2 separate regions of the Zea mays genome follow, and region 2 is linked to region 1. Evidence: chromatin contacts called from public Hi-C data. All regions are on one chromosome and are shown on one strand. Each heading gives the region's core, a stretch centred on a gene start, on an enhancer-like site or on the middle of the called end of the contact. The rest is flanking DNA. Distances are from core to core; before and after follow the strand shown. Region 1 holds the start of LOC100283628. Region 2 holds the start of LOC103648291.

Evidence for each region. A called contact is a pair of places that touch in the nucleus more often than the background predicts.
Region 2: a Hi-C map of leaf shows a contact between it and region 1, with 3 times the contacts expected there. The contact joins the promoter of LOC103648291 here to the promoter of LOC100283628 in region 1. A contact is called at or near these places in 2 of 25 Hi-C or Micro-C datasets (leaf and tassel).

The regions. Positions count from the first base shown.
Region 1 is chr2:241,926,521-241,933,640 of Zm-B73-REFERENCE-NAM-5.0, reverse strand. LOC100283628 reads right to left here and starts at 4,269. Exons shown (of 5, transcript NM_001156529.2): 1 at 3,948-4,269; 2 at 3,689-3,822; 3 at 3,195-3,588; 4 at 2,973-3,049; 5 at 2,287-2,798. The coding sequence starts at 4,158. The coding sequence ends at 2,577. It also overlaps a transcript of LOC100272789 not described here.
Region 2 is chr2:242,188,215-242,195,334 of Zm-B73-REFERENCE-NAM-5.0, reverse strand. LOC103648291 reads left to right here and starts at 4,425. Exons shown (of 9, transcript XM_035965601.1): 1 at 4,425-4,646; 2 at 5,883-6,021; 3 at 6,102-6,480; 4 at 6,666-7,120. The coding sequence starts at 7,090. It overlaps LOC103648290, which reads right to left and starts at 3,236. Exons shown (of 5, transcript XM_035965603.1): 1 at 2,072-3,236; 2 at 1-1,828. The coding sequence starts at 2,167.

The DNA.
Region 1 (7,120 bases), core at 3,020-5,519:
TAAAAAACAAGAGCTAAAATGACTACTATTTTGAGACTGAGGAAGTATGTTTTACCCAATGATTACTGGGTGCTAGAATTGTTCCCATTTTCTTTTAGGGTTCGTTTGGTGGACATGGAAATAGAGGGTAGATCCCCTCTATTTCCTTGTCCACTAAGAGGAACATGTTCTCATATACTTACTCTATTTTTTTTATATTTGACGTGTTTTAGATAAAAATGAACTAGCAGCTGACCAATATTCGAGAACGAATGTAGTATTATATTTTTATCTAAATCATTTTTAAGAGGAACTTTTTTTTAAATCGGATGCTAACCATCTTATAGTCGTGATAACGCTCAGTAGCATTCATGTCCAGCATCAGAGGCTCTATCTTTATGTTCGATAGCTTTCATGAGCTCTCTTACACTCTTTATATTTATCTACTATCATAGAGTTTGTCAATCGTTATACTTAAGGTGCTGTTTGGTTCAAACGTTGTTAAGGAAATGGTAATGTGATCTCTTATCAGTGATAAGGTTACTAGTTATAATTGGATTAGATAGTAGTACATAGTATTACTAAAAAGAGCTCAACCAAACAAAACTATTAATATCCATTACCCTAAGTAATCCGTTTATGTTACATTTCGGCAAACCAAACACCATCTAAGATGCAGCATACTGCTACCGTATTATCCTTAGGGACCATTTGGATCTATTCATTCTAGAGGAATTATAATTTATATAATAAAATAGTCTATTTAGCTTGGAATTTGGCATTCCAACACTTTCCAAAACTCAGATATAAGACTATCTTAGATTCATGGGTGAAGTATGAGAAATAATTCTTTGTACCGAAATATGTTTCTACTCTGCAAGACTGCAATTTATAAGGCGCTCTTCGCTTGTAGCATATAAATATCTTTCAAATATTGCTAATAATAGTGCAAATATATTTCATATAAACCATATTAGCTTAATTAATGTTTGCCTAATAAGGAACCAAACGGCTCATTATTGAATTATGTATGTTTTTTTTCATTAATTAGAGGACCAAGACCTTCACAAGAGGCTTAAGAACCATATATTTGTGCAGCGGCGTGTGCTTGTTAGTCGCAGGGTTTTCTTTCTCGTCGGGGAACACTGAAATTTGGTGAAATTTTCCGTTTTCACTGCTGACCGAGATGTGAATTTGTTCTGGTTTTTTTTTAATAAATTTCGGTTCCAAATTCAAAAGTCAAACTTTGGTAAAAAAACGAAATGGTGAACACTGGTCAGTAGGAGGGAAATAAGGAAGAAAATGACGAGTGGCTCCATGTGTCAGTGAGAGAGGAGACTTGGTCGAGTGAACCGTGAATGACATGTGGTGTCCATTCGTATTCGTACACAGAAGCTTTGTAGCTGCTCATATCTCACAACAACTAGCTGTTGTTTTTTTTTAAAAAAAAGTTATAGCTTGACTAGACAAACTTTAAATGATCATGCGAGGAACTATACCTAACAACATAACATAAGTTGTCCAAGGACTGATGAGACGCTAATGCATGGACCGAGCCGCCTTTCACTCTTTCTCTCTCTTATCTTCTCTCTTTCAGGGTGAGTGACAGACACACAGAGACAGAGACAAGTTCAAAGTAGGCGCACGCTGAAGGAGACAGAAGAATGCCTGGAGAATATCCTCCTCCGGCTCCGCTGTGGATAAGAGCACGCAGGCAGGACCCAGTTGCCACTACACAAAGATTACTCTGACCGCCAGCCAGCGATAGGGACGCCGGAGTTGTTAATGCCGCCACCCCCGGCAGCGTGCACTGCATGCAGGCTTGCCGCTTGCAGCACGGGGGAGTCGCAGAGGAAGGAGGCCTGCATCTGCATGCCAAGAACGCCCGCCGTCGGCAACGGTGAGGTTCTTGGCGTGCGACTGTGCGGACGGTTGGGGGCAGCAGATGAACAGAAAGGCTGCTGCCGTGCCCGTGTCTTCTTTAGCATTCTGCTGTCAGTTCAGTTCAGCAGATGAAGGAGGCCTGCATGCTGCTACTGGTACAGACTACAGAGTACAGTACAGAAACGTGCTGTTGATGATGGGGAACAGGATAATGAACGACATGTTGGTTGGTTAATCGTTATCAGGATTTCAGCCTGGACCACCCGGCCCCAAGTTCCGAGGACAGCATCCAAAGTTTCTATTCAATGCTAGAACTCTGCAACATTTCAGCAGCTGGACTGTTCATTCGGTGACCAACAGCAAAAACATTTTTTTTATTACTACTGCTGCACATGCAAAATCTTAAATGGACTGTTCATTCCTCGACACACATTTTATTCAACGAAAAGAAGAACTGAAGATGGTGACAAAAAAGCCCGAAACATGGATTAGCCGCAAAACTGTATCATCTCATCTCTTTGGGATGTACAAACCCGAAGCATCAGTTTGGTCTCGAGCGCTCAAGGCCCGATCTCCCTCACTCCCTGTATGTAATGTAATGTAACTATGTATGTGTACAGACAGCTACACTACTCTCAGTTTCCCTCCTGATGATTCCCGTTCCTGAGGCTGCAGCTCCCCTCTCAGCAGCAGCAGCAGCAGCAGCCTCTCCATCATTTCCAGCCATAGCTCTCGGACCGTCCGTCTTCCTCCTCGCAGCTGACGGTGGCCGCCGACGAGACTGCGATGCCTGAGGTGGAGAAGTGGAGCGGGCCGTGGGGAGACCCGGACTGCGAGCTGCTTTGCTCCTGCGGAATCCACAGCCCTCCCACCAGCACGATGGGCTGGCTCACCACGCCGGACCCTGGCGCCCTCCGGTTGTGCAGCCGGTATTTCTGAAGAACCAACACCATCATCAGACAGATCCATGTCAGCATCCTCTTTTTTTTTTATTTATTTCACAACAAATTAAACAAGGGCAGTGAATTGAATCGTCATCTCCCGGAGATGAGAATGAGATGGATGCATGTCATGTCATGTCAAGGGGAAGCTGCTGCTGGATTGCTAACCTGAAGGTGGCTTTTCACTTCGTCGTTTGTGAGGCCGTCCACCTTCATCAGCTCCCTGATCTGCTTTGGGGTGGCAACTGCAGTGCAGACAATCAGACATGAATGAACTCGTTAATTCCAACTCTACGTATCTAATACGGCAGGCAAGCAAGTAGGTAAGAACACGCTGCAGGCCGCCCAAAACCGGCAAGAAATAATTTGCATCTGAAGAGCAAGGCTCACCTTGGGGGCCACCGAGCTGGTTCAAGGCGGCGACGAACTGGCGATGCAGCTCCGTGGACCAGCAACGCCGAGCCTTCCTCGCCTGCTGCGACGGGGACTGGACGCCAACGCTAAGCGAAGGGGCAGCTGGCGCCGTGGCGGCGGCCGCCCTCGTCGCCGCCTGCGCAAACCCCACCACCTGGCGTCGGCTCTCCTCGGCGGCGCTCTTGGTCGCCGGCGGCGACAGCAAGCACAGGTCGGGCATCCCGGCGCGCGCGGCGGCCTTGTCGTCCATTCTCAAGCCGAGCGGCGCGAACGCCGGCGCGCCGGAGCCCACGGCAGCCTTGAGCGGCAAGAAAGCGCCGCCGGCGGCGCGAGACCTGGCCTCAGGCGAGCTCCTCTCCTTGTCTTGCTTCTGCGATCGCAAAGCTCCAAACTTTTAGTCCGCCGCCCACCACCGTCCACCAACGTGCTCAGAGTTCACGGATCGAAACGACGCCCGAATCGTGCCGTACCTCTGGTTCCGCGTCCTCGCGGCCGCAATCGCCCGTCCAGAGCTGCGCCGTGCTCATCCACTTGCTCTTGTCCCCGGCGGCGCCGTCCTCCTCCGCCACCGCCTTCCCCGCTTCCTCCTTCATCACATCGATCACTGCGCACACGCCAACGCATCGCCGCATAAAAAAAACGCATCCCAAAAATGGAAAAAGAAGCAAGAGGAAAATGAATCACAGGTGGGGAAAGAATAGGGGAAGAGGTAGGTGCGTGCGTGCTCACCGTCTGCGAGGAGGCGCGCGCAGAGCGGCAGCTCCCGCTTGAACATCTCGATCTTGCCCCGCTCCTCCTCGAGGCGGCGGATGCAGGCGTCCATGTCCGGCGCCGGCGCCGGCGCGTAGTCCTTGCTCTGCCGCACGGCCTTGGAGGCGAAGTGCCTCAGATCCAGGCTCAAATCGGCGCCCATCCCGATCTCCACGACGTCCAGCCCCATCGTCGCGATGAATCTGTCTACGGTGTCCTGTGTGCTGTGCCGGAAGGAACAAGTGCGCGGGCGGCGGATGGGAACTGCCAGAGGTCGTGGAAGGTGAGCTCCATTTATAGCAGACGAGGGAAAAAACTGGAGACGAGGGAGGAGTGATAGAATCTCGCAGCCAACAAGGACGAGTTTTCACGTCCATGGAATATTTGCACTAAAGCCCCTTATGTCTGTTGTATATTGTAAATTTACTGCTATATCTACTCTTACGTATGTGTTTTGTAGGATATTTTCAATTTAGTATTACTTCTGTTCTCGAATATTTGTCGCTCACTAGTTCATTTTTGAACTAAACAACGATAAATAAAAAAGAACTGAAGGAGTAGTACATTTGCTCTTATGTGTAATAAAGGTTGGATAACATTTCTTAAACAAGTCAGATGACGTTTTAGCTTGATTTCGGGTTTGGTTTCTTCTTAAAACCTAGATCAAGCTTGGTTCCATTTTACTCCTAATTTAAAACTATGACGAAGCTTCTACCATTGTTTTCAGAAAAACAACCCTTTACAGATTTAGTACATTATTTGTCACATAGGAAGACCCCTTGCGTTTGTAATATATTTTAATTTTAGTGCTATATACTTGTTCTTGTAATAAAGGTTTTGCTAACATTTCATAAACGAGTCTTAAGATGCATTGATGGCCTGGTTATGGGGATCAAATTCATCTCAAAATATGGATCAAGCTTGGTTTTTTTACTTCAAATCAACAAACTATGACAGAGCTCCTACCATTGTTTTTGGAAAAATAATCTTTTAAAGATTTATCGTATAGGGAAACACCTTGTGTTTGTAGAATATTTTAATTTAGTACTGATTCTACTCTTGTAATAAAAGTTTAGCTAACATTTTCATAAACAAGTCCAATGGCATATTAGACTGTTTTCGGGCTTGGTTTCGTCTCAAAACCTGTATCAAACTTGGTTCTTTTTTACTCATATTAAAAATCTACCACGAAGCTTTTGTCATAGTTTTGGAAAAAAACAATCTTTTGCAGAATTAGTACATAATTTGTTGTATAGGGAAACCTCTCGGGTTTCTAGGATATTTTTTAATTCAACACTATATTTTCTCTTGTAACGAAGGTTTAGCTACTAGAATTTTCGTACAGGGAAACACCTTGTGTTTGTAGAATATTTTAATTTAGTACTAAATCTACTCTTGTAATAAAAGTTCAGCTAAAATTTTCATAAACAAGTCCAATGGTGTACTAGTCGGTTTTCGAGCTCGGTTTCATCTCAAAACCTGGATCTTGGTTTTTTTACCAAAATAAAAATATAGCATGAACCTTTTGTCATATTTTTGGAAAAGAACAATCTTATAATTAGTACATAACTTGTTGTATAGGGAAACCTCTTGCGTTTCTAGGATATTTTTAATTCTGTACTATATTTCCTTCTGTAACAAAAGTTTAGCTAAAATTTTGTAGGCAAGTCCAATGTTAGATATTTCTTAGGCTCAAATTTTTCTAAAAATTACCTCAAACTTAGTTCTTTTTACTCCTAATAAAATAAAATAAAGATTAAGCTTGGTTCTTTTTTACTCCTAATAAAAAAATTCCATCTTGGTTTCTTCTCAAAACTTAGATCAAGCTAGGTTCCATTTAACTCTAATAAAAAACTAGCTACGATGAAGTTTATACCATTGTTTTTAAAAAATAGCCCTTTAGAAATTTAGTACATTACTTGTCATGTACGAAGACCCCTTATGTTTGTAGGATATTTTTAATTTAGTGCCATATACTTTATATTGTAATAAAAGTTTTGCTAACACTTGATAAACAAGTTTTAAGATGTATTGCCTGGTTTTCGGGCTCCGATCCATCTCAAAACCTGGATCATGCATGGTTCTTTTTTCACTCTTAATAAAACAAAGCTTCTGACACCATTTTGAAAAAACAACCTCTTGATATTTATCATACAAGAAAATATCTTGTGTTTGTAGAATATTTTAATTTAGTACTAAATCTACTCTTGTGATAAACAAAGTCCAAAGACGTATTAGCTGGTTTCCGGGGTCGGTTTCGTCTCAAAATCTGGATGAAACTTGGTTCTTTTTTTACTCATAATAAAACCTACATGAAGCTTTTGTCTTCATTTTAGGAAAAAAGAACAATCTTTTACAGAATTAGTCCATAATTTGTTGTATAGGGAAACCTATTGTGTTTCTAGGATAATTTAAATCTAGTACTGTATTTTCTCTTGTAATAAAGGTTTGGCTAATTTTTTTATAAACATTTCCAGTGACATATATATTAGCCGTTTCTTAGGAAAATTTCAAATCAAGAAGGTCAAATTTGATGTAATGGTATTTAGTTCGTGTTTGGTAGAGGTCATCATGCCCCTTCTATGAAGTAATTGGAAGTGACACTATATATTTAGTTTCTTATATATATGTCGTAGCAATATGCATGGTCAAGTATCTAAATATTAATTCGTCAATTACATCGATCGCTTTTCTATTTTTTTTAACTAGAACAAATATTTCTTCATGTATGCACACCTCTATCTAATAAGAACGGTTTTAACCTAGCTACACTACACTAGCTAGCTAGCAGGCCAAGCCCAACTAAGGGGGTGTTTGGTTTCTAGGGACTAATTTTTAGTCCCTCAATTTTATTCCATTTTAGTCCCTAATTTACTAAATATAGAAACTAAAACTCTATTTTAGTTTCCCTATTTAACAATTTATGAACTAAAATGGAATAAAGTAGAGGGACTAATGTTTAGTCCCTATAAACCAAACACCCACTAAGTATCTTCTTGGTATATACTCCATAGTGTAAACTGTTGTTGTAGGGCTGGATCAAAACTTGATTCCAAATGACTGGTGACGCTCGAGAAAGATCTCTGACGTTCATCGCACGCATCGCCCGAATTTGGTCATCACGGCAATGTGAGAATATGCCCGGCCCGGCC
Region 2 (7,120 bases), core at 3,176-5,675, 260 kb before region 1:
GGCATTTCAATGTTTGCACCTCGCAGTAACACGTTGCAATGTGCCAAGTCAAAATGATGTGTGTCTGATTCTCCTTGTCCAGGTAACAGTTGGTGCCTGGGTCTGAGAGCATATTGTGCCTGCAAGCCCATAAGAGGTCATGCACCTCATTGTACACTAATGACGATTCTCCATTCGCTAGGACACCCTGTGTACGCTGGAGGGAATGGACAACTGCCTTTTTTACTTCTACTGGTATCTTGATAGCTGCAGGTTTCACATGTTTCTTGCGGATACGTTGTGCGTGAATAAAGTCTTTGTTTGTATTACAAAGGTACCCAAAGTCTGGAGCCACTATAAGACTACAATATCGATGCATAAACCTGTGAAACCATACCTTACGTGGACTCTGCTTGTACTTGCAACTAATCACTGATTCAAGCAAGGAGTATTGCCCAAGTTTATTTTGGTAGTAGTATTCGCTTGACCTTGACCTGGTGATACCAATAGCCATGTTAAGAATAATCTCCCTGAATCTCATGCAGCAGAACTTTTGAAACAGTTTCATGCAGAAGCCTCTCCTTGTGTTCGTTGCTTGTTCTCGAACATAATGGCAAACAAATGATACTCTGCACCAAATGGTGCTAAAAAAAAGTAATACTTGGATAAACTCAAGCAAAACAATGCATGCTACTATCAGTATTGTTACAACAACATCAGATGTTGTTGTAACATCAGATGTTGTTGTGCCCACGAATTCAGACCGATTCTGGTTAGAAAGAACACTTTCTATCAGCTTGTAGATTGTCACAGACATGAAGCTGGCTGATGCCAGGGACCAAATTGCTGAAACCTTTTTAGATCCATAGTAAAGAACAGCATACTTGGTGAAGAAGAAATCATACATAAAAGCTAACTCAACCTCAATCAACCTGAAGATCCTGTCGTAATTGAGGGTTCCGTCCTGATTCTTTGACAAAACCCCCTTGAAGACAAAATCATGTGTCTTTCGCTGTGAAGCTTCAACGCAGACAAACCCAAAGAAGCGCCTTCTCAGCAGAAGAAAAAGAGAGAAGGAAAGGCATACATCCTTCAGCTCGGAGCTTAGTTCACTGCACATAAATATCCTCTCTATGTCAATGATCTGTGCATCATCCACTGTTAATTCCTTTGCATATGACATCCTTGCTTCCAGTTTTGACTCATCCAAGGGCCAATCAACTAAGTAATGATAACCTTTCATGCTGGTTGGATCATAAGATGAGCCACTTCTGGATTGTTCCTCATACATGTAGTCAGCAACCATTTTGTTCAAATTCCATGATCCGGTGGCCAGCTGGTATGCCCAGAATCGTTCCATAAATTTAAAAGCAGCTACCGAAAAAACTAGAGAGCCATTAGAATCAGATCCATTAGTTATTTGGCTGACATATATTTGGAAAAGAAGAAACAAAATAAGCTGTTCCTTTTGTTGATTGTTGCCATTGAGACAATAAGATGTAATAGAGTCCGCAGAACAAAAGAGGAGATACAGGGATGAGGCCCAAATGGGATACATGCTGCTCTTTACTGCAGATGAGTACATTGAACCAAGTGTGTATGATATCAGGGACGAGGACAAAGTGTATGCAACCATGAAACCATTCTGTACAAACGAGTTTCTGCTCCGGCGGCGCAAGGGCCCAAAGGTGGTCATGAACAACAGGCTGATGGCAGACAATACGACAAGTACCTCATTGCGGATCACTGTTGCCCTAGAAGTGCTCCAAAGGTACTTTGCACAAGCTGATAAGCTATGCATATCCCTGAGATCATGATGATCCTTAGCCTTCAAAGCGATGCAATAGGCCTGCAATGGGTGGATGTGCGGTAAGGTAATACACAACTACACAAGCTCCTATAAACCAAAATGATGGGGCAGTGGGGCATAAGCAAGCACAAGAAGAGATTTAAATTCTGAAACTCTAGCAAGAGCAACCATGGCAAGAAAGCATCAATTATTGCAGGAGAACATAATCGTTTTTTTTTATTTTTAATTTCATAGAGGGCAAACAAGAGATGTAATTCCCTTTGGTCAGTCGAAGCTTCATACCGTGTAGTTAGCCATCCCCTGGATGGATCGACGAACTGATATCCCTTCCTCCCTCCCCCTAAAGCCTAAGTGTGCTCCAGATAAGGCAGATGACATGTGCCCTCTGGCTTCGTAAAGGACACACTTTATACAAGCACCTAGTGCAGCAGACACACAAAGTCAAGTCAGCTGCTCCAAGGGTATGCCAAGACGATAGGGATGTGCCTTTGTACCATTCACCTAGAAAGCAAGATTTTCGTTGTTTAGTTTTGGCACCATTGTGTGGAAATAAGAAAGGAATTATCAAATAAAACTCAATTGATTAATCAGTAGAGAAATACTAGCAAACTAAACTCCTATTTGAATCCTAGCAAGTCTAGATTGGGCAGATCTATTCGGTGAAACTGACCACGACAAGTCGACAACCTTGGAGCCAGCGACTATTACCGACACTCAAGTTGATTACTCGAATTGTCATCATGTCTACATGTCTAGTAATTCAGGAGAAGCTTCCTGCATCACTGAATCTGAATCCATCTACATCACTGTTGTGTTGCTCCCCTGTCGTCGACTGGGCTGGGCGTATCCGTCGGGGAGACGGGGACAGCGTGCAGGACGTGGGCAGCTTAGCTCCACCCGCACAGGCAAAGAGATAACCGATGCAAATCCAGAAAGGCTGCGATTTTTCCGCCATGGAATGGAAGCAGCCAAAGAAGCGGCATTCCAAACAGAAACAGGACAGACAGCAATCGAGGGGTGAGTTGGGTGTTCGCTCGGGAGGAGTGAGGGCTTTGGAGTCTGGACCAGCAGCGGGAGGGCATGGCGGCGGCGGCGTGCATGGAGGCAGCCTTGGACGATGAGAGGGGGGCGGCGGCGACCGGCGAGAAGGAGCGACGGGCTGCGCCCTCCGGATGGATGTGAGGCTTTGCCGGGGCTGGGCTAGTGGGCTGAGTCATACAAAAGGCCGAATTTCTTACTCAAATGGCCTGCTCTAGCCTAATGCAGTGACCCAGTTACGTACTCCCTCGACTATACAAAAAGGGAATAGTGCCTCCTACAAAAAAACTAGCATCCGAACAAGCAAGCAAGGAACTCTTATGTATTGTCATCATTGTCAAAATTTATTTCGTTGCCTAGTAATAATCATTTATTGCCTGTTTTCTTAAGCTATATAATTTATTGCGTCAATAATCATGCCTTTGTTGTGTTGTTTTTTTGTTTCATCATGTGGGTGCGTGCATTGTTTGCCTCTTGAACCACACGAAAGGGCCATGTATAAGTCAGCGTCTGTAGTAGACAGACAGCAGGCTAACAGAACATGCATGCATGTTCAGATCATCACCATAATACGTACTCATACTACTGTATTATATTGTATTGTATTGTATTAATATTGTATTGTATTATTACGAGATGTTAATCAGATTCCCTTGGTCGCTGGACAAGTTGATCGTACATGCATAGATCAGGGGTGGTTATATATAAAGTAGCTTATTAGAGCAGTGCATGGAGAGGAACCAGCTAGCCAGCAAAAGCAGGCAAAGAAACGAGATATATAGAGAGATACGATGGCTGTAGGTAATAAGGCTGTGGCGGCTGTGGTTATGGTCGTGACGATCCTGTCATCGGCGGCCGCCGTCCATCTGGCTCCGCCCACGCCCACGGCGGTGATCAGAAAGCTTCTGCAGCAGGAGGAGGACGACTGCTTGCCACCCATGATTATTGGCAGTTGCTGCACCGGATGCGGTCTTTTCCCTTTTCATGGTCCTGTAGGACGCTGCTGTGATCCTGATAACAACGTCTGCACGCTGGTGCCCGGCGATGGCAGCGATTTCGAAGCTTGCGTGCCTCGTGATATGTGCGCAGGAATCACATGCTAGTAGCTAGCTAGCTTAATTTAGCTGCTCTTTTAATTCCCTGTTCCTTTTGGCTTTTGCTTGCATCTTGACTTGAATGATGTGTACTCGGGATCTAGCTACTAGATGCTATGATCTTCGATTGTTGTTTCATTTACAAAAATTAATATAAGCTTCCTTTTATATATACTCGATCATTAGATTTAAAAATGCATGCACATCTTGTGATTCGACTAGCTCTTTATAGCAATTGTTAGGAGAATGAATACTTAGACTTGGGGTCTCTTTGTTTCAGCAGTAAATTTCTGAAAATCTGGCACCACACAAGAATAAATTCCATCCCACCTCCAATCCAAGAAAAATGTTTGCTCAGAGAATCCGGCACCACCATTTCACTGAAAACGACTCCGCGCTTGCCGTTTAGCTCAGGAGACTAAACGTCATGTGCCAGATTCGCCACTGCTTGCTAGGATCCATCCAGTGGGAACCATTTTTCTATAGAAGAAGATAGGGACGTTTCTACAAACAAAGTAGCTTCGCCCCTGTGCTTGCTATAGGATCCAAATAACACCCTTGGAGCAGCTGACTTGACTTTGTGTCTGCTGCAGTAGGCGCTTGTATAAAGTGTGTCCTTTACGAAGCCAGAGAGCACATTGCTATCTGGAGCACACAGGGCTTTAGGAGGTAGGTAGGAAGGGAGATCAGTTCGTCGACCCATCCCGGGGATGGCTAACTGCACGGTATGTAGCTGTGACTGACCAGAGGAAATTACATCTCGATCTTGTTTGCCCTCTAAGAAAAAGAAACGATTATGTTCTTCTGCAATAATTGATCGTGATGAGGGAAGCTGCTTTCTTGCTACAGTTTCGGAATTTAAATTTCTTCTTGTGCTTGCATATGCCTCTTTCTTGAAACTACCGTTTCCTGTGTTTCTTTCTCTTGAATGAAACGACGCCATTCAGTTCTGTAACTGTGTTACAGAAGTGTGTGATAGCTCTGTCTGTGAGACCACCAACTCTATTGTTTGGAACATGTCTATCTTTGATAGGAGTTAATACTGAAGCTAGGTGGTTTAAAACATTGCTCCAGACCTTTTTTTACTCATGAAGTTAAACATGCGGTCCATTTTGTTCTGCAGTGTTCATTTGATTATATATCAAACGTTGGGGTAGCATTGGCATTCTGTCTGATGAGCTCTAAAACACAAAATCAAATATGCACCGTTCGAGAGTGAAACCCTAACCCTAATTAGGCAGGAGATATATTAATATATGGCAAAGTATATGGGCCAAGGCCCATGTAACGCACATAATACACTAACATCCCTGCAGTCACAACTCTATTTTGTACAAATATGAGACTAGATCGAAACTCTGACAACAATATGGATGGGAGCCCCTCAGTAAAGATGTCGGCAAACTACGAATTTGTCGGGACACGCAGAGCACGGACATTGTCGACAGTGGCACGCTCGAGGACAAAGTGGAGGTCCATCTCCACATGCTTCGTGCGCCGGTGCTGCATATGATTGGTGAAGAGGTAGAATACGTGAAAATTACCTAGAAGGGGTGAATAGGCGAAATACAAAATTTACAAATTTAAGCACAACTTCAAACCCCGAGGTAGCGTTAGACACTACACCAAAAACATACACTTCCTACGGTTTTTTAACTTCCTACAGCTTTTATAACAAACCGTAGGAAATAAATAACTTCCGAAAGGCAACTGGTAGCTTTTATTCGTCGATATTGCAGTCTTGTAGTGGCTCCAGACTTTGGGTACCTCTGTGACACAAACAAAGATAGTGTTCACGCACAACGTATCCGCAAGGTACATGTGAAACCTGCAGCTATCAAGATACCAGTAGAAATAAAGAAGGCAGTTGTCCATTCCCTCCAGCGCACACAGGGTGTCCTAGCGAATGGAGAGTCGTCGTTAGTGTGCAATGAGGTGCCTGACCTCTTGTGGGCTTGCAGGCACAATATGCTCCTCTCAGACCCAGCAGGCACCAATTGCTACCTGGACAAGGAGAATCAGACACACATTGGAATGTCTTTCTCCTAGAGTTGGAGGAGCACTCAAGTCGCACCTTGACGTCGCCACCATACTGTCCAAGTACTGTGCGTACCTGGTGGTCTCAGCACCAAAGTTGCTTCCTGGGAACCACTATGACTCTAGCCTTGTGTTTGATGCAGTCGCAGTGGAGGCCGCGCAGTTTCTGCGGGGAGTGGAAGACGGGTATGAAGCCTTGAGAAGCTTGCCTGAATCAACAGAAACAGAATTATCCATCCTCCGGAGGGGGGTGAAGCTGGCGAGGCAGCTCGAGGAGATGGAGTGTGACAGGTGTTGGAAGGTGCTCGCGGATTTCTGGTCAGAGATGTTGCTCTACATCGCGCCATCGGAGAATGTGAAGGAGCACATCGAGGCACTGGCAAATGGAGGGGAGTTCATAACACACTGGTGGGCGTTGCTCACCCACGCTGGCATTCTAGATAGGAATGTCCACAGTGCGTGACATAGAAAATCCATCTACAAACTCAGGCCACAAATCAACAGCCAATGGGAATATCTGAGGTATCATATATAGATCGATACATTATTTGTGTGTTCTCATGTATTTATATATACTCCCTCCATCTTGAAGTATATATATGGTATCCAAGTAATTTTATGACATATTATATTGGAAACACAAATGCTCCATACAACTGTCTTGTTATCATATTTAGGTTGGTGATATACATTATATTAATGTTCAGAAACCTTCACGTTAGAGAGAGATGCAAGCAGCAAACCGCGGCTTCGGAGACGAGGAGAAGAGCAGGGTAGGGTAGGTGTGCTTGTGACAAGAGCTGAAGGCTGCAATGCACATGCTCTCTGCTGAAGCAGCAAACCGCGGCGAGGTAGCAGGGATATGGTGGCTTCAGTCGGCGGCGATGGTTGGGTCGTCTGCAGGAGATTACGACATGGTCGATCGTCTAAGGTAAGTACTCCCGTTCGTGTTGCAGGCAGTTCTGCGTCTTCGTCAGGGCTTCGGCCTTGGATCGCTTCCAAACAGTGGATCGTCGGGCTTTGCGTGGTCGGGGCCCCAGACTTGATCGTGGTCGCGGCTCATGGCGTGGCCGTGGTGGGCGCTTTGGTGGGCGCTCGTTTCTGGAATCTGATAGAAGAGTCATCCGAGACATGCCTGAATCGAGCAGAGGGGTCGTGTCAT